2 separate regions of the Anas platyrhynchos genome follow, and region 1 is linked to region 2. Evidence: chromatin contacts called from public Hi-C data. All regions are on one chromosome and are shown on one strand. Each heading gives the region's core, a stretch centred on a gene start, on an enhancer-like site or on the middle of the called end of the contact. The rest is flanking DNA. Distances are from core to core; before and after follow the strand shown.

What was found. A called contact is a pair of places that touch in the nucleus more often than the background predicts.
Region 1: a Hi-C map of liver shows a contact between it and region 2, with 2.7 times the contacts expected there. The contact joins the enhancer-like site here to the promoter of ATG14 in region 2. A contact is called at or near these places in 2 of 8 Hi-C or Micro-C datasets (liver and subcutaneous adipose tissue).

The regions. Positions count from the first base shown.
Region 1 is chr5:4,597,293-4,604,366 of IASCAAS_PekinDuck_T2T, forward strand. No RefSeq gene overlaps it. Among named protein-coding and RNA genes, the nearest start is that of TMEM260, 27 kb to the right of the region's middle. Within about 2 kb of position 5,154, at least 3 of the 8 cell types and tissues checked have an H3K27ac peak or open chromatin away from gene starts, as enhancers often do.
Region 2 is chr5:4,341,014-4,348,676 of IASCAAS_PekinDuck_T2T, forward strand. ATG14 (autophagy related 14) reads right to left here and starts at 3,337. Exons shown (of 10, transcript XM_027459641.3): 1 at 3,054-3,337. The coding sequence starts at 3,298. TBPL2 (TATA-box binding protein like 2) reads right to left here. Exons shown (of 7, transcript XM_013108409.5): 7 at 3,996-5,973. The coding sequence ends at 5,894.

The DNA of each region.
Region 1 (7,074 bases), core at 3,904-6,403, 260 kb after region 2:
GGCTTCTTCACGGCGCTTCTCCTAATGAATGAGTGTAGCTGGCTGCTCCTGCCCCTTTTAATATTAATACGAACGCGTGCGGCTGTCTCCGGCATAAATAGGGCGCCTGGCGGCCAGAGCAGACCTCTTAATTTTGGGTGGGAAACTCGCTGATATTCATCACCGCTTGAGCTAAAACCGCTGCCCCATCCCTCGGGTGGGTTCTCGGTCCCCAGCAGCCCATCAGCCTCCCTGTCCAGGCTGCAAATTGGTAACTGGGAGCTGAGCACTGAGCCCGGGGAATCGCATTTGCCATCTCCGCGGCAGGACAATGGGAAGCAATTTCACATGGGCACGGGCAGGAGAGGGATTTGTACGTCAGTAATGGGACAGCAGCATCGTGTAAAACCCCTGAGTCGACCCGACCTCTGTGCACAACCACCCAGCCTGAATTTGGGGACGTGGGGGGACACAGCAGGGCTTTTTCCACAGCAGTGCCCCCAGAGGTTACCAAGAAGTGGCTCTTCCTATCCCAGCTCTGTGCAGACCCGGCCATCTGTGACTGGGGTCACGATTCGGTGGAGCTGGGGACACGGATGACCCTCCTGCTATCATATCCGTGCACTATTTAAAAATAGAAACTCCAATAATGATCTGTCTCTCCTGCAAGCCCGGAGGGGAGCGGCTTGATGAGCTTATCGATCCCACCGCTCTGCCCAGGAAGGGGCGGAGGAGGTGGGGATGCGCCGAGAGAAACCGGGGAGCAGCGGGAATGGGAGACCCCTGGGCCCCTGGGTACCCAAACGGTGCCGGCATCTCCTGCTTTGTGCCCCCAAATGTCCCACATTTGGGGCTGGCGTTCAGCTGGTGAGGAGGGGATGAAGGAGAGGGAGGCTTTGGGGTGCCGTGCCGTCCCCACAATCAGTAGGGGGGAGATATGGGAAGAAGATAAGCAGGGAGAAGGATGAAGGCTGTGAGAGCTTGCCACATGGGGCTGGGACATGCCAGCCTGCAGCAGGGTCCCCTGCAATGCCTTCACCCTCCTGGCCCTGTCCCCGACCCCTGTCCCCCGACCCCTGAGCCAAACCCCAAATCCCTGCACATCTGACGGGAAGAGAGGAAGGTGCTCGGGTCCCATCCAGGCATCGAGAAATCAATAAAGCAGCAGCAGTCAGTCCCTGCCCCGGGGTGACTGCTTGGATCTGACCATGGCACCGGGCTGAAATTTGGGGTTTGTGCCCTGCCACTGAGCAGAGCGGGGCAGCAGCATGGCCACGTAGCTGCCAGAAGCACACAGCATGAAGCCAATATGTCTCCCGATGGATGGGGAGGGACCGGCGACGTTTTAAAAAAGTGATTTATGCTCTAATCGGTCTTGAAGCTTCATTATTCCAAGCATTAGTGTGTCTGATCCAGTGGCCTTATTTGTTAATGCACTGAAAGCAGCAGCAGATGTGCTATTTTTCATCTGTGACCCGATCAGCTCGCTGATTCATCTACTTCCATTTTCATTTTCCTGTCATTGATTTATTAATGACGGCTTACTTATCCGGAGCTCTTTCGGAGGGCTCCCACGGCACAGCCCCCGGAGAGATGCCGGAGGAGCCCCCTCCCCACGTTCCCCCGTTTTTAAACCACGTTCATCCTCATCGCCCCAGAGCTCGGCTGCTGTCATCATTCAGTAACTGCAACAACCTCTGCGGTTCGTGCAATTTGTGCACCATTTGTCTGCTGCCGGAGCCGCCTCGCTCTTTTCCTCCGCGGGTGGGGAAGGAGCTGGCCGGGGCTGTAGAAGGAGATGGTGTGGGGACAAGGGGGTCTGACCCTGCTCCAGCTGCCCAGTTGTGATCTAAATCAGCTCCAGGGATAAATAATTCCCCCCTGCTCTTCTTCTCTGCCCTGTGTGCTGCTCGAGGATGGGGATGCCCCAAGGTTTTTGCTCCAGCGCCCGTCCAGGAGCTCCCCAGGATAGCGATGTCCAGGCTGAGCAAAGCCTCTCTGCTTTGGTCCAGCCTGGGAAAATCCCCGGGGCAGAGCTCGTGCAAGCAGCTCGATTTCCCCCTGGCTTTGAGAAGAAGCTGGTAAAGAGTTTGGTCCAACCGTGGGGATCTCACGTGGGTTTTCCTGCACAAGCAAGCACCGGCTGCACTGCCTGTTTCACCGGGGCTGTGCTGGACCTGTGGGCAGTGACTTTGTTTGTTCCTCCTCTTCTGAGAAGTGTCTTTATTCCTGTGTCTCTCCTGATTGTGAGCCTGGGACTGGTCACTGGCTTGCCTTGTCTGCAGAATGGGGATTTCTTTCTGCCACTGCCCTCTTCATGGATCCCTTGTGGCCGAGCCACCGAGCAGAGGGACAGCAGTGCCCTGGCGGAGAAGCTGCGGCTGTCCCAGCCCTGTACTGTCCCCAGGGTCCCCTCCCAAAACCTTTCCCTGCTCCCAAAGCCTTTCCCTGCTTGCCATTGGGTTTTGCTGAGCTGCTCAGAGCAACCCTGTACCCCCAAATCCCTCCCTACCCCAAGATATCCTCTTGCTGAGTGACTCTGCCCTAACACCTCGTAGCTTTCCAAAAACCAGGCAAAGAAACCAAATTCTGCACACAAACAAACAAACAAAAAAATGCAGAAATGCACCCACAGCTCCTGCAGGCTTCTGTTCAGCATCACTACTTGCATGAGACCCTACAAATCACCCCTTGTTCCCGTCTATAATGCCTGGCAGTGCTGGCCCTGGGGACACCTCCCTGTGCTGCTGGGGCTGCCGTGGGGCTGGGGGTGCCCGTGCAGCCCTCTCTGGGTCCCAGATGTGCTGCTGGAGACCTCGATGCTTCATCCCATTGCTCCAGCATTGATTTCCAGCCTCATTAACTCCTTGGATCATCACAGCATACTTGGCTCATATGTGTTATCCTGGCCTTTAGCCTCCCTTTCTATATATTTTTTTTTTTCTTTGTATTTTCTTGCAGGGGAAATAAAGTTTCCTGATTTTTTCCCTGTGCTCCCTTCGCCTCACCTGATGAGTTTGCTGTGCTGATGCAGGATCAGAGCCGCCCGTGTGACAGCAGCAGGTCTGCCTTGCATTATTGGCACTATAGACAAGCCCTCGCTGCTTTTATAAATGTAAGTACCTTTCTGAATCAATAAATCAACATTAACACTGCTTTAAATTGGTACAACACGTCGAGGGAATTTGCTGGGTAATTCTTTTTCCTTCTGATTAATTCACTTTGTCCGCTCCAAGCCCAGCTGCTTCGGGGGCCGAATCCTCATCTCAGCACCTTGGATTTTCACCAGCTGAGCCAGAGCCTGGTGGTTTTCTTCTCCCTGGGAAGGGCCATGCCCAGCACCACGAGCACGGACAAAAAAAGTTCCCCAGCCCCTCCGGGAGCAGTGGTTTTGGTGCAGTTATTATCTGCCGGAGCCACGAGCGCGGGCTTTGTAAGGCTGCACAGATCCGCATTGAAAGGGAAGAAAAGAGCTCAGCGTTCTGGTCGGGGCTGTGAATAATGCTGGTTTTAAACCGCCTGAATCGAGTGTTTAGTGTAATACACCCCACCTGCTTCCCAGCCACAATTAGGGCTGCTGAGATCAAGCGACTCGCTTGGAAATGCCCCGAAGAGATGTTTGCACGTTGACACAATCCATTACCCTATCTCCACGGGTTTTATTGTCACTATTTATTAAGGACACTGTAAATGTGCAAAGCTGCCTCATTCTGCAGGGAAGAGGCCCTTAATGGGCTCGGGGGAGACCAAAAGCCCAGCCATCTGCGTGGGAAATCAGTGCCCCCCCTAAAGGGGCGAGACCCCCGGGACGCGCTCCGTGGGGCTGAGTTACGCCCCGCGTAGGAAACTTTCCCCACGTCTTTTTTTCCTCAAACATTTTGAAAACAAAGCCCTGGGGCACCTCGCTTCAGCTCATGTCTCCCCCACGGTCCCTTATGAGAGGGATTCAGCTCCTCCTTGTGTCTCTTACAATTATCAGTTTGCAGCCTTGGGGCTTCAGCCCCAAATGGGAGCCCTCTTGGCTTCACCCCGTATCTTCTTCTGCCTTCTTCCTCTATTTCCCTTCCCAGCATTTTATTTATTTATTTTTTTTCCCACAGTGAATTTAGGTTGGAAATGCCTTTTTCATTTGTTATTTTATTTATTATTTATTTTTTTTCCTGCTTGCTCGCAGCATCCTAATAGCCCGGTGCGCAGATTTGGGGAGAGCCGGGCGTGGATGTGGCGGCTTGGGCTGCCCTCTCTCGGCACTGCTGCTCGTTGCACAGAGCAAAACCAGCAAAAAAACCAGCTCGCTCGGTTACAAGCGCTGCTTTAAAGCTCTCCCACTCCTCTCCTCTCATTACACCGTGCTCAGGTTCCCCCCTCGCTGCTTTAAGGTCACGGAGCATATTGCGGCTGGGCGATGCGGGCGCATCTGTCCGCCAACTTCCTTAATGAACCTTTTCAATCTCCTTTTTTTTTTTTGGCCCTCCGGTAGCTCGGACACAGCCCTTGGGGGAGTAATTAAGGCTTTTCACGACATTTGTGAATGTGACCTCCTGCCTCCCCCCCGTCCCGGTGTAAATCACTGCGGCGCACACGTGCTAAGTCACGAAATCCCCCTGAGCCACGGGGGCACGCGGCTCAATAGCGCTTGGCAAGTCCTGCGACTTGTTCTTGGCAGGCAGACTGCTGAATTTCATCAGCGAGATGGAGAAAGGTTACAGCCGAAGGTTACAGACAATCTCTTTTTTTTTTTTTTTAAACAAAAATTTAATTTGGGTAGTCTCGAGCTGTTTAACCCAGCCTCGCTTGCCCGCAGCCTGCTGGTTTTCCCCTTCGCAGGGTGCTCGGAGGAGGGATCCGGGTGCTGTTGTGTCATCCCCTGCGCTCTGGAGCAAAACCATCTGAGTGTGCAGCCCCCAAAATCCCACATTTTGCTGCAGCAAAGGCTCCTTCGAGAGCCACTTGTCCTCAAACACCCCAGGGCTGGAAGCAGGACTGGTGCCTCCACCCTTTGCACAAGTGGAAAAGAACCCCAAAGGCGCGTCCTGCTCCTGTTGGGTAAAACAGCCCTTTGGTTTCCAGGCAGCCCTATCTCGGGGGGGCGAAGGACGTGGTGTTCTCTGTCCCCGCGTTTGTCACACCGACCTGATGCAATATCTCGTGATTGCTAATTTCTCTGCTGTCTTTTTTTTTTTTTTTTTTTTTTTTTTTTTCCTCCGGGGCTCTTATCGGGGTTGGTAGATAAGGCAATGTGAGACCGAGCAAGTGGATGTGTCGGGCAGAAAAATAAATACTGTGCCTTACAACTTCCCTCACCCTCCCATAAATTCCTCTGCAGATGCAGCATTAGCAAAGGCTTCTTTTTCTCTCCTCATTTATTTTATTTTATTTTACTGCAATTTTCACCATCACTCCTGAGACTTAACTCCCTGGCCAGTGGGTTTAAGGGAACTGTCCACCTCGCTGTCATAGTACTTTGGGATGGAGCTGGAGCACGTCTGGTGTAAGGGCATTGCTTTCCCTCCTGCAAATTGCCTTCCAAAAATCAGATTTATGGCCAGGTATCGCAGCACCCACCCCTTGCCCCTCACCACCCCAAACCGAACGCCGGCCACAATATGCACTGCCAAAGCTGCTTTCCCAAACACCCCAATATTTGGGGGTCGCTGCCGACCCCAATGGTCACTGCCCTGTAGGGATGATAGGAGCAAAACCCCTTGGCGTGCAGCAATCCCCAAAAAAGGGTCAGCAGGGGACTGCTGCAGTGGAGGCCCCTCGCTGCCTGCGTGCTGCTGCCACCTAACGCCCAGAGCCGGGGGAGAAGGTGCTGAAAGAAAATAAAAAACTCCTTTTCTCCAAGGAAATTTGTTTCTGCAGGTAAATAGGGCTCCTGGCCCAAGCGCCAGCACCCCCAAACCCTTAGGATAACATCCTTAGAGTATCCAGGCTGCAGGGTGGCTGCGATGCCCTTAGGTGAGGTGTTTTTTTTTGGCTGAGCACACCCAAAATCTGTAGGGAAACCTCCCTCCTCCTGCAGGCACTGCTCCCATCGGCCTTTTTTTCTGCCACACAAGGCAAGGAATCGATTTTTTCCATAGCTGGGGCTGCAGCCTGGTGGGGAAGGGTGCGGAAAATGGGAATTTTTCCATTGGGTCGCATCCTCTGGGGTCACTTTCTCCGTGTCCTCGCGGTGCTGCTGCCTGCAGTGGGTTTTTGTGTGGGTGCTCAGCAGCGGGCTCCTTGCCCTAGGTCACTTCTGCACGGGGCTGCCTTTTTCGTGTGCTTTGGCACTCCCAGTTATCACACCCCAATGAATGTCAGTGGGTTTAAGAAATGGCTTTTGTCCTGCTCACCAGGGTTGGGAAGAGGAGTCATGGGGCTGGTTGGCGAGACCCTAAAAGTGGTGTCTATTTAACCTCCTAAAGATCCTCCAAGGGTCTTTAATGACCTCACCAGCGGTGATTTTAGGTTTTCTTCCCGGTGCTCTGTAAAGGATGAGGAGGGCAGGATGCCTGTGAGGCCGAACACAATGCAGTGTTTGGGGTCACAGCATTTGGGGTTGCCTCTGGCTTTTGGGAAGCTGCTGCTCAGTGCCAGGTGGAGCAGGGCAGAGGTGATGGGTGCTGGGGTGTCCGAGGCCAAAGGCTCGTGCTCACAGGGGCCAGCCGAGGAGCTTCCTTATGACTGCACCAAAAATCAAAGCTTTATTTTATTTATTTACTGCAAATGTCTTTAACTCCGTGCAGGTCCCCAGGGGTGCTCCTGGCCCTGCCACCAGCCAGCACGGCCCCAGCTCGATGGCAAAGCTCAAGCAGTCAGACACAGGAGCAGTGTTCGGCCTCCAGGAATTGTGCCAGGTAGGAAAAAAAAAGCTTTTTTTCCCTTTATTTTTCCTTTACCACTGGGAAGACCTCATCTGCACACACACCTCTGGTGGTCACAGGGTGTCCAGCCGCTGTCTCTGGTATTTCTTTTGCCATTCCTATATGCAAGGGGATTAGGTGGCAGCAGCTCTGTGCCGGCATTTGGGGTCTGAGTGCTTCTTTCAATTTAGCTTAACTGGGTGAGGAATTGACTTAAACTAGATTGATATAAGCCACTCTTAAA
Region 2 (7,663 bases), core at 2,087-4,586:
GGAACATCCACTGCTGGGCCCGTTCACTACGAGGAAACTCCGGTGTCTCAAAAAGCCACTGAATAGGAACTGAGAATTTCTCTCCGTGACAGGCTGGGGTAAACTCCTGGGAGGAAGAAGTGTCCTGAAATGAACAACAAGATGCTTTGAACACACAACACGTTACTAATGAAAGGAAGAATGTCGGTGATCATTCTACTGCAGGATTTCCGGACGACTCATCTTTAATTGTAGCTGTGTTTCACTAATTAATCCTGACAGCTCCTCAGTTGGCCCCCTTACAGGTACAGGCTGTGATTTTTGTTAGATGTGAACAATATTCCTGTAGCTTTTATGGCAACTAGCACATAAAATAGTCCTGTGAAAATCTCAAATAATTCTTGATGTTAAAATGTTAAAATATTTATTGTTTTCTGAGGAAATAAAAACAAGAAAAGAGTAGACCACCACTGGATACAATGGGTAACCTCCTTTGACTTCTCACAAGTGAGAGGTACCGACGTTTTCCTCCAGCCTGTAACACTTCCAAAAGACAACTGGGAGCCCTGTGCATCCCAGGGCTGGATTTCTCACACGGCTCCCTCAGCAAAGCCCTTGTCGTGACCCTGCCGGGCTCCTCCAGGCCCGACCATGGCGCCGATCTAAAATTAACCCAGGTGCTACTAGAAGGCATAAAGTAACCAAGTAAATACCGCCGACAGTAAACACAGCCTGAGCTCCAGCCAGCTCCCTGCACCTGTCCCTGCACGACCACGCAATGATTTTAAAGGTTGCTCCCTCCCTCGCCGCGCTCACGTCGCAAGAAATTCACGGAAACCCCTCGCTGCTGGCAGAGAGGAAACAATAAAAACTGACCTGAGATGCCGGGCTGTTTCTCTCTCACTTTTCCCATTAGTCACTCGAAGGATTAATTACACAACGCAGATAAAACACTTCAAGCACACTTTCAGGCTATCGGTAATTCTGTTATCTTTGAAAGAAGCAGAAACCTGAGTTTTACGAAGCTTTGTCCCTACACTGAACTTTTCCTGCTGCCATCGATCACGCTGACGCTGTTCTTGTTTTGTTAATCCGTGACTCCAGGAACACGGAGCTGCCGTAGGAGAGTTTTAAGCAGCAGGAGATGCAAAGCTCAGGGAAAAGCAGCGTCCAGGGGGGCTGCCTGAGCGGAGGCTGGAGAAGAGAAGAGAGGATTACACAGACAGCGAGTCCAAGGTCCTGAACAAGGGGAAAAAAGGGAGGAGAAAAACAAAAGGGACTTTTCCTACAGTCAAGAAATACGGCTTAATCATCACAATGTTTTCTATCCAAAGGTGAACGGGACAGTTAACGCATCTCGGGAGGATGCGGTGACAGCAGTCTCTGATATGAGGAAGGGAAGAGATTTTTTTAAAGCAGCTGTTGCCTCTGGTGCTTTGGCTAGGACTGCTTCTTCATGGTTGCGTTTTTCCAATGTGTAGAGAAACTTCTTGAGCCTTGGTTATACAAGATGAGAGTGGCTCCACTATAAGGATGCTGCAGTTGGATTTCTGTAACGAAGCCTGATGGTTAGCCAAAATCTTCAGGCTGCAGAAAGGGCAGGAGAAAATACTTGGCTTACGTTCCAAATTCCCAAACCAATTTTTTTTTTTCATGGAAACGGCCGATAACCCTGAGCAGTCTCACACAAAGACGAGTTTTTCATCTATTTTAGACGGGCTAAAATCCAGTTTGTGGTTCCACACCACAGCCTCCGAGGCAAAAGAAGAAAACCCATCAAAGTGGCAGACTCAGGCCTCATTTTTGCTGATTTTTGACTCAGGCTGATTCATGCTGGCTGCCACCTCGTGCCCACTCCCATCAACTTTAACGAAACTTGGCAGGGGTGAAGGGTCCACTCACCCAGACAGAGATCTGGGTGCGAGCTGGCTTTCTATATCTGGGTTATGCTTGAGGAGGTCAATTTGCTTAAATGTAAGACAAGCACATCATTGTCCAGTCATGCATCCTGTTGTGCAAACACCCACAGAAAGAGTTTATGGCAGGAAAACACCGTCCTGCCATAAAAAGCTGCCTGGAGCTGTGGCAGAGAACCAAGGTAGGAAGAAAGACACCGCTGTTTCCCTGCCTATTCTTATGTTTGGCAAAGGGTGTTTGGGGCGAGGACCCTTCCACACAACACACCGCTCGCTGCCTTCCTGAAATAGTTGGAGAAATCACTCCCAGCAGCTGTTAACGAAGCTACAAATCGAGGACCACAAACACAGCCAAAAATTAGGGCTATTCTTGAGACAGCGCTAGGCAGGCTTTTTAAGAATCCGGGGTGGACGTGCTGGAAATGACGGCTTGTTTCACAGTCAAAAATGAGCTACAGAGGGGAAACGAGCATCCGAACCACGTAACAGGGCTACCTGCTTCTTGATCGACTTCTGCAGCCCTCCTGCAGCCAGCTCCTTGCACAAAGGGGCAGGAAGGGGCGTGATCAACTCAAGTGCAATATTTCTGGATTCTGTAAAGGGCCCGCGATCAGGACTAGTTATATGAACAGGAATGAAAAGAAGAAGTGCTGTTTGCTTGCATGATTTCGGTAAACAATTTTGGAAAATTACTGTTTTATCTACTGTTTTGGTATACTTCTAAGAACAGAGACGTATTTCAAGTGTCTGACAGTTTTTGCCCTTAGTTGTCTGGAGTTATCTCCGGTTTGCTGGTTGCACCCGTATGGCCGTGTCACCACCCAAACCCTTCACAATTACAATTATTTGACACATTTTACCCCTCACCAGCCGAGTACCACTCACAAAGCCAGCACAGCCCCCTGGGCTGCCCCCAGCCCCCTTCCCTCACTTTATCTCACCACCTCCGGGCTCAGGGGGCCGAGGACCCCCCAAACAAACCCCAGCAGCTCCCCAGGACCCCATTACCGGGGGGGGGCGACCCCAGGGACCCCCCAGCGAACCCAAGGGGCCTCCCCCACCCCATGGGGGCGTGTGAGGAGCATCCCCACGGCCTCCCCCGCGGGACCCAGCGGCGGGGCAGGCCCGAAGTCCCCTCCCCGCCTCCCCCCTCGGTACCTTTCCGAGTCGCGGCCGTCGAAGAAGACGAAATCGCCGCCCCGGACGCACTTAGCGCAGGTGAGGCGGCGGCGGGTGGTGTTGCAGAGCGGGCAGCGCTCCACCGCCACGTACAAGCCTTCGGCGTCCTCCTCGGGACCCCTCAACGCCGCCGGCCCTGCCCCGGGGCCGGGTCCCGGTGCCGGTCCCGCCCCGGTTCCCCCCTGCCCGCCGGGCTGCGGCCGGCAGCCGCTGGGAGCCGCCATCTTGGGCGCCCCGGTCACGTGGGGCCGTGTTGTGGCGCCGGGCATTGTGGGAACAGGGCGCTGAGGGGACGGCCCCTCAGGGGGGGGTTGTGAGGGGAGGGGGGTCCCCTCACCGGTGTGAAGCGATAAATAAATAAAATTATATATGTAAAGGCTGTTTTGTGGGTGTTTTTCTTGGCCCAGGTTATACAGGCAGTCCTGGTGCGGAGGGTTAGGGAAGAAAGTGGGGCAAGTGGAGGGAAAAAGGGGGAGTAAAGGGTGTAGGGCAGCATCCAGCACACATCCCTCATGGCACCTAAATTCTGTTCCCCTGGGGTGAAGGGGGTGCACATGTACCTCACAGCCCTGTACCCCAGAAGAAGCTATGGCTACCCAAAATTAAATTATTTGGGTAATACTTATTGTTTGGGTAATTATTTGAGTAGTTCTTATAGTATCAGGAATCAACCTTTGCGTAAAAGGGGTCAAAAGGATTAATACACATCCTTAAAAACAACAGGCTAGCAGATTTCCTTGCCCCAGTCCCTGTATGGAGCCACACATCAAGATTTGTCAAGATTGAGATGGGTGTTATCAGCTGGTATCCAGAATCAGAGAGCCAGTGCTCTGCGGGAGGCTAGGGAGAAAAGTGGGAATTTAAAGTAAAGAAACTCCAAGTCAGGACTCAAAGCACTACTGTCACAACCTGGGACATGAGTTCTTTGTAAAAAGTAAGCCAGCCTTTATTTTTCCCCTTCTTTTTGTATTTAAGTACTACAAAATACTAGCATGAGCAGCACTGCACAGAAAGAACCCAGATACTTGTTTTTAAGACAAGTTACCATAGCAAACAAAGTTATCAGCAGCTCTGAAAAAGCACAGAGACCATTTCTTATCTTTAAAGCTTTATCCACACTTTTAAAGAGCATTGACTTCTCTGGTGAAATTATTCAGCTAGCTCTTAATGAAAAAGCAGATTTGTTCCTTGAAGGAGGCTCATCTTAGATAAGCTTTCTCCCAACACCCCAATGAGAACAGGTTGTTGCTTTTCACTTGCAAGGATTCTGGTAACTCAAGCTTATCAGCTTTTACAGCTACAGTGCAAATAAAAGTTCAGCCCATAGCTGTGGAAAGTCTGCAGGGTTAGAAAACAAACAGAAAAGTAAGCCTCTGTTTAGAATAGATTTGAGTTTGGAAATACACAGTTTGATTGTGACAAAGAAGCTGATAACATAGTTAAGACCGGTTTATCACAAGGAAGTGCATGAAGTTTTTCAAGCTTTCTTTCCAGGGGAGCAAAGGGACAGTTATGAAAGCACATGTGAGACATCACAGACAAGTTGAGGTCACATCTGCACCAAATCAGAAGTGAACTGGTGACAGCAAAACTAAGCCCATGACGCCCTGTCCTGTGTTAAGCTGTTGCCTATAATGTGGGTATTTATCGGAAGGGCAGGCAGCCTTTAGCATGGGTTATGCTTAAGTCATCAAATAGCAACCTCTAGTGGCTCAGGGAGCTTCCTGACAGATCTATCCCACCTTTGGTAGAAAACAAGGGGAGGAAACAACACAAACACCAGCAGCCCTGTTCTGGAATAAAAAACTTTGCTTCTTTGGAATCATAGGAGGTACCAGAACAGTCAAGGGATCATCTTTACACTCTTCCTTGTCACGTTACCCACCTGAGCATGACAGCTTCAGCAAAGGAAGCCTTGAGTTCCCTTGTAGATGAGAGACAAAATTAAATTACCAAATGCTTTCATGTAGTGCCATTGCCTGAGCTCTGATTAAATAACTTAGATAATTAAGCCTTGAACATCCAAGACTTTATATTTTCTTCAAGTCCACTTTAAAGGTAGTTCCTAATTAACAGGTTTGCTTTTCAGGCCAAGCAAGCCTCCCATCATCTGAGAGGATTTCAGTAATGCAAGTGGGTACCACTTTTTAACCCATGTAAGACAAATTGCAGAATTTGCTTCATTCTCCCCCACCCCAGTTCTCCTTTCCAGGTACGTTCCAACACTGTCAGGGTCCTTGAATATCTTCTCTATAAAGAGTATCAGCACCATTATATAATTGTTTATCCAACCTGTGGGATTAGAGGGAGTCAGTAGATGTCCTCTACATTCATTGTCTGTCTTCAAAACATTGGAGTCAAGTCATACTGGATTTTGTAAGCTGTGTTGTAGACAAAAATATATTTTGAGTTTGAACATGAAAGTACTTCATTACAGGAGCTAACCTTCAGTACTTAAAGCTGAGAATTTTGATGAAGCTAGTTTGAAGTACATTGTTGATTCATCTGTTTAACAGGGATGAGGCACAAGGCCTCCGTTACAAAATAAGCGCAACCTTAATATGCTTTATATTAAAAGTACATTTGTTTGGCAAATTTCTCAGCTTGACACAAGTTGTCAGAACTCAAGTGGATTACAGACAGCAAATCTTCATGAAAAAACTTTTCACAAACTGTAGCAAAGCATCAGCAGTTTTAGCAGTCATATGTCATTTGCTTAATAATCCACAACTGTACAAGTGGGTCCAGGAATACCCTTGGCTTCTGTTCCATGCCTTGTATTACAAACTGGTAAATTGTTAGTTTCTTTACGGGCCACGTTATGATGCTTTCTTGAAACCTTTTAGAATGGGATAGATGTTCTCAAATGCCTCATAGATTTCAGAACGCTCTTTTGCCCCTGTAAAGACATTCAAAAAATAAAACCAACACATTAAGAATTAGAGCATTGAGAATAACTGAATGCACCTCAAATCTAATGATGAGATTAGAATCCATGAAGAAATGCAGGAGTTTAAAAGCAAATTTAAGAACTCTCGTCAAATGTTAGTTTAAGGCAGAATTTCTGTCATGTTACTTCTGTACCTCAAAGAACAATTTATAGCTTGCTTTGCTTTAAGACTAGTTTTATGTTGTAGTACCAAAACAGCAGTTAGTTTCTCCTGACAGACGCCAAACACTGTCTGTCAAATAAAGCCAGTCAGAGGAATCAGAGTTTTATCTGCTTAACCATAACAGCTCTTTCTCTTGATAACTAGAAAGGTGGAAACATGAAATGAAGGGCATTTATCCCATTCATTCACAGTTCGATAATTCCTCTCTCCCAGTTCCAAGAAGCTTTAAGCTTTGTTAGGTCACCTGTGATTTCTAAGCCATCCTTATCCACATTACTGCAAGCAAATCTTTAATACCAGTACTGCAGCAGGGAGGAACAGTCCTTGCCAGTGATACTTATCTACCACATAAGTGTAATAGGCATTAATGACAGGCAAACTGCATTTAGATGGACTAACAATTGGACTAAGTTGCACTCAGGACAGATGTGTAAACTCTTCCCCTTCCATGAATGTAGGATATGGTTAGACATGACTAAATCATCTGAGTTACCACAAGAACATTTTGGGATTAGGGAAGAAATTCAGTTTAACAGATTTAGTTTTGTCATTACAATTAGGGCCCAGTGTTCACAGGCAAGGACTAGCTTTAGTCCTTCTGGGCATGCTTTGCACTCTAGGGTGTTAGTATATCCCCAAACGTGTTCTGTTTGGAGGTAGCCAGTATGATTTCAGTGGGCCCAGAAGGAAGGTGGTGGGGCATTAGAATGGGAAGCATTTAAACTTCATCCTGACTGCTCTACAGTTCAATTAGCTCATGATCTATGATTTTGAGAAACTCTAAGGCTTCTTCTGCTGTTCACATACCTCAAAGCTCTGTCATGAATATACATGTAATATTAGGTTCCTCTGGGAACCACAAGTACCCGTTTACCTTTCTGTACAGCTGTGTAAAGGCATTTTCATAAGCTTTACAACAGAATGTGCTGGAAACATGCACTCACAGTTTAGCTTTTTTTTGCCATGGGATCCAAGGTACAGATATTTGCTGAGCACACTTACTCATAAGGCTTTTCCTCATGAGTTTGCCAAACTGTCTGGAACAGACTCTTACGTCTCCACCCTTTCCTCTAATAATCCTTAGTACATGTTGTCAGTGAAGTGTTTTAAGAAGTTTGCTTCCTGTCCAATTTTAAATTGCTTATTGTGATATTCATATTGAAGCAATTGTGAGTGGTTACTGGCATGTCAGCCTCCTGTTGGGATTCAGTACGCTGGCACAAAGCATTATGCTTTGAATAAAATAAAGATACTCAAGTTTAATGACACGGAAAGCTGAGACACTATATGAAGCAATATAAGGTTCTAGTGCAACAATACCAATGTTATTATCCACAGAAAACACAGATAAGCAGCAGTAGGCATGACAAAGATTGCTAAGTGGCTTTACTGCGGCAAGATATCAGTTTAGTAATGCTCAATTTAAACACTTCCTTGGAAGATGTGGTAGCACTTGGTTACAGATAATAGAGCAAG